Regions from separate parts of the Gasterosteus aculeatus genome. Here region 2 is linked to region 1. A link is a contact called in public Hi-C data. All regions are on one chromosome and are shown on one strand. Each heading gives the region's core, a stretch centred on a gene start, on an enhancer-like site or on the middle of the called end of the contact. The rest is flanking DNA. Distances are from core to core; before and after follow the strand shown. Region 1 holds the start of gpx3 (glutathione peroxidase 3). Region 2 has its middle 15 kb from the start of ctnna1.

Region 1 (2,632 bases), core at 58-2,557:
CCCATGAGACATGACAGCTGTTGCTAAATACAAGTCTATTACATTATTTCCTACCACTTGTTTCCAAAATAAAAGTCAATTTACGACAGAACGCGCGTGCGGGGGACAACTAGTTTACAATTCAGGTTACGTCATAGATCTCAATCAGTTATCAGCTCGTTTGAGGTTGATAAAGCGCCGGTGTGAACGCTGACGTCTTCTGCTTTTAGTTTATGTGCGTCACGTCTGTCTAACTGGATACACGCCGTGCGTGCGTGCGTGTGTGTGTGTGCGCGTGTATCAACAGGTGGCCTACCTGTGTGAGTGGAGTTTCGGCCCCGCAGGGTCGCAGCAAGCCGAGCAGCAGCAGCGTTAAGAAGGGCCGCATCACGTCGTCCTTCCCCGACACGGCGGCGACTCGATGTGAGCGTCCGTCCGCTTCTCCCGCAGGATGGTTTGACTCCTGAGGGAGGAGGTGGGGCGGGGAGCCGCACAGCTGGCTGAGATGACGCCCTCCGCTGGCGTGACGGCGTAGTACACGACGGGAAGCGTTTGAGCGTTGATTAATGCGTCTATGTTCATCTGCTGTCTTTAAAAGTCACTTTCTATAATCAAGAAAAATCTGCAGAAAAATACAGCGAATATAGTTGAATGTGTCTGTGTGTGTGTCTCACTCACTGAGATTGAGGAAGGAAAAAAAGTGTGTTGACATTTTGACGAATAAATAAATACGCAACGATTAACGCCACGTTCCTGACAGGAGGAGAAATACTTGGATGCCATGGACCATTTCTCCTCTCTGGGTTCAGCCGTTGCCATGGTGAGGCGGTACTCGGCCACGTGCCCTCTGAGTGGCCCAATCCACTTCTGCTTGAGCCCGTCATAGTCCATGCAGTGTTCACTTATCTTTCACAAGGCCACATCCATATGTGATGTTGTTATTATGTCGTGATCCCGAGTTCACCTACCCTGCTATATAGGAGTAAACTTCCAGGAAGAAATCACAGCAGGGATATTGACTTATTAGATAAATAGAGGTACATTCCAAAAAACAATTATTTTATATGTTTTTAAAACACATGAAAATGCACAAATAGTTGGTATGAAATGGATTTTGAGATATTTGACTTGAACAGACTCCTCAAACAATTCATCACCTGTCGCAGTTTAAATATTGTATCTTCTCCTTGGTGTCATTTAGAGACACATTTGCCGTACGGCAAATGTGCCAATACAGAACGAAAAACAAAAACATTAGTCCCCTAAGTAACGTTAGTAACGTTACCTATCGTACACATCTGGGTTTAGGCTGGCAAGTGCAGTGTTGACCACACGAGGTCGACATTGAGCTCATTGTGTTCCAGACAACTACCGGTGACATCGACAATAGCGGCGGCGCAGCAAGTGAGCCCGTCGTCTCGTCGGAGCTGTGCGGAGATGGCGTCTCTTCTGCAGCCAGATAGAGTTGTCTATCTGGTTCGTGGGGAGAAAAAGATCAGAGCCCCTTTATCTCAACTTTATTTCTGTCGCTATTGTAGCGAGCTACGGTCTCTGGAATGTGTGTCTCACGAGGTACGTGAACGTTTTCCCTTACTGTCATCAAGCTAACTGTTAGCTTCATTTAGACGGCAGCTACTTTGTTGTTAGCCGGTTTGCTAGTAGCTTTGACAGATAGGTGGGCTCAGCCCGACCACTTCACGCTTTGAATGGCTAAGCCGCTTGTCAATCAAGTGTTTTTCCTAAATCCCACTCCTCTCATTGGTTAGGAGCGTCAGTTTAACTTCCGCCGGAGTTAGCCTCATTTCGAGCGCAGCATAAATGAGTGGACAAGCTAGCTAGCTAGCTAGCGCCTGCTACACTTTGAGTTATACGTTTTAAGTATTTACCTGGCTCCCAAAATAAAGAACGTGGCCGACATGTACAATCCTATTATTACAACATTAGTTCACCCGGGGTACGTCACTCAGTTTCAAAATCCATCATGTTAACGTGGCTCACAGTTATGGACACCACACCCAGAGTGCTGTTAGCTCTTTCACATACTCTTCTCTCTTCACATACATTCACATATTGCGATTTCAGATCACTAGGCCGTGATTTGTTATTGTTGACGTGATCGCTTTTCATTGCAGCTCAGGCAGTAAGACACGAAGGTTGTCTCCTGAATTAAAGCTATTCCGTTTAAGATGAGTATGCGCCGTTTGACTGACTCCCGTCTTGTTGGTGGTAATCAGGTGGACTCTCACTACTGTCCAAGCTGTCTGGAGAACATGCCATCAGCGGAGGCTAAGCTGAAAAAGAACAGGTGAGCCCGAGGTGCTCATATAGTCAGTAAAGCAGGTCACTGCTGACTTTGTAATTTTCCGATCTCCCTACCTCATCAAATGATGCTAATGAAAGTAATTAATATCCATTCCTGATTATGTGTGCTGTACTGTTCTGCAGGTGTGCAAATTGTTTTGACTGCCCGTGTTGCATGCACACGCTGTCTACCCGAGCCACCAACATCCCAGCGCCTCTGCCTGACGATCCCACCAAGACGGCCATGAAGAAGGCTTACTACTTGGCCTGCGGCTTCTGTCGCTGGACCTCCAGGGATGTGGGAATGGCTGACAAATCCGTTGGTGGGTGCAGACGTAAATAACATGGAAGT
Region 2 (2,632 bases), core at 56-2,555, 110 kb after region 1:
AGATTTTTAAAAAAAATGAAAATTTGTTTCAAGATTACATCTCTTTGCCGCCTTTCTCGGCAGAAGTAAGTACTCCATCAGTGCAACTAGTCACAAGTAAATGGACCTGCAGCCCACCTAAACACAATCCTCTGAGAACGTATCTTTCAACGTGGAGAATCAATAATAGATTTCTTTACTCCACAGGGGGAAGGTTTAAACTAGACAAGTGTCAGTCTCTGTTTTATTAGACAGTCATCCACCCCTAAATGCGACTAAGGACACAATGCAGCAATTTGATCACAGCAGATAGGAGCAGGCAAGAAAAAACGATTTCTTCTTTTGTATCAAGTCCACCACATTTAACAGGATCACAGCATGGTGCCGTGGATCACAAACCAATCCGGCAGCGGTTTTATGCAACATTAGTAATTTTTCTCATATATTTAATGAACTAACACGGACGGCATGTTTAACTGTACATTAAAACATGCCGGTTTATTCCTTGTGCAAATTAACATAGCATGGAAAAACACACAAACACCCCCTCCCCCCCCATCACATAAACACGGAAAGGTAGAGATTATAGACCGGGGATGCTCACTTTTTTACAGCTGATTACATCATGGAAAGTTTTAACATTTCCATTTCCATGGCAACAGAACAAACTCAATATACTAGTGAGGCGGTTGATGTGATGTGGACGACGGCTATAGACCTTACCAGAATGGATTATTTTGTCAAATGTTAAGATTAATGTCATGCTACTTAAAACATAATGATCCAATAAAGAAAAACCTACAGCTGAGTCATGTTTACCAGACACAACACGGTAGTGTTTTAGTTGCTTTGCGAACACACGCTCCTGGCACTGCAGTAAAAGCTCTTTGGCAATGACTCAGACACTTAATATGCATATATTTCCCCCTACTGGTCAACACATAACATTGCATATCATCTTTGTCCCTTTTATTTCTCAGCTTTTGATATAAATCTAAATTACTGCTGCAAAATACAGATTTGGGCAGATAGTAGACCAGCGTGTGAAATTTCTCCATATTTATGTTATGGATTGCAGTCAGTGGAGCACATCACTGGCAGCCTCTGGGCTTTATAGCTGTTATCAAAACAGGCTGAGACTGGCCTGTGTTGATTTGTGTCCTGTTCTCTGGTGAATCTGCATGTAATTTGTCCTGTGAGTCCCTGTTTGATCCATGCAGCAAATCTTGGCACAAATAGGACTTCACAGCATGAGAGCTACTCTTGCTGTGGATTTTGCATTAAGCCCGTCATCCTACTCTGATGTTATGCTATTGGGAATAAAATAGGTGGTGCCTCCCCCTCTTGTGGTTTGATGTAATATTGCATTGGCTTGAAGTTGTAGTTGCTCCTAACTGTGCCAGGTCATTAGAGCTTTTGATAACCACATTGAGGCTGATACTGAGCTTGCATCGCAATCTGCAAACCATGAACCGAATGCTAAGCGCACGGAGAGCACCGCGCGTTTTATCTCGGCAGAAAATAATAGACACCAATTTCAATGCGTGTATATGGAGTTATGTGACTGCCTGGGATGACAAAGACAATGTTTGAGAGGAGAAGAGAAAGAAATCAATGTCAGGATTGAGGCGGCTTATTTCCTTTGGTGTGCAGTGTATCGCTGATTGAGCGTTCAGACCCATCCAAAACCAAGATTGCCTCTCCTTTTTATAGGCAGCTCCAGCTCAGATTGACTCTCAGTCTCACGATGCTGGTAAAAATAGCTTTATTCTCAACAGGCTAGATTTCATTTAGCAGGCCGGTGTCTTTGCACTAGTAGCTGATGGGAAAGAGTTTATTTATAACAGAGGAGGGGACGGATTACTTTTGTATTGTTTTTGTATAAGAAACATCGTGCATTGCAGCAGCATCGTTTGTATGTGTGTGCATGTGAACAATCTCCTTTACTTTCAAAAGTCGCATGTGTTTTCTTTTGAAGGTAAAGATGAGTGCTGAGAGGAAAAATATTTCACCATGCATTCAGAATTCTTCTCCCTGTTTCCCAGGAAGATCCTGGGCTTTGCTGTGAAGCATGGGTGGCTGTGTGAGTTATGGCACGCGAGCTCGTCAGGAAGGTTTCAAAGAAAGAATGGATTCCACACAATAATGTCTCCTCTCAGATACATACCAGATATAAAAAAGCAACAATACAGGAAAGACAGCACCGTGCACAACGCCGCATCGGTCCCTCAGGTTGATAGTTAAAAGAAAAGTGTGGAAAGTGTGTTTTCTCTGGCAATGAAATGGTGAGCAAGGAAGGCTGGGTTCATTCTTCTTCAGCCTCCTAAGGGCACTGAATTCATGCCTAGCTTTCTTTTTCTCTCCCTCTTCTTGTGCGTTTATGTGAACGCGCGCGCACTACACTCTTGTCTGTGTTTGTGTGTGCATCGGGCGAGTGTGCCAGGGCATCATTGGGTTGAAGCTATGTGGAATGGAATTTATCAAAGTCAGTGGAGCATTGTGATGAGAGCTTTGTGAGGAAATTTCAACCATGACTATAGCCAGGGTCCATATAAAGCGGTTAGCTTTCTCTTGCTTTTTAATGAAAATTCTCCCCAGCTATTTTGGTTCACAGGATCTCAATATAGCTTTAACCTTTGCTGTTTGTACTGTC

What was found. Hi-C and Micro-C count contacts between places; a contact is called where the count stands out from the background.
Region 2: a Hi-C map of tail fin shows a contact between it and region 1, with 3 times the contacts expected there. The contact joins the enhancer-like site here to the promoter of gpx3 in region 1. A contact is called at or near these places in 2 of 6 Hi-C or Micro-C datasets (skeletal muscle and tail fin).

What each region holds. Positions count from the first base shown.
Region 1 is chr4:13,629,183-13,631,814 of fGasAcu3.hap1.1, forward strand. It overlaps gpx3 (glutathione peroxidase 3), which reads right to left and starts at 1,308. Exons shown (of 5, transcript XM_040172831.2): 1 at 296-1,308. The coding sequence starts at 367. It overlaps dctn4 (dynactin 4), which reads left to right and starts at 1,175. Exons shown (of 13, transcript XM_040173855.2): 1 at 1,175-1,551; 2 at 2,214-2,284; 3 at 2,425-2,603. The coding sequence starts at 1,417.
Region 2 is chr4:13,743,161-13,745,792 of fGasAcu3.hap1.1, forward strand. No RefSeq gene overlaps it. Among protein-coding and RNA genes, the nearest start is that of ctnna1, 15 kb to the right of the region's middle. Within about 2 kb of position 1,306, at least 2 of the 9 cell types and tissues checked have open chromatin away from gene starts, as enhancers often do.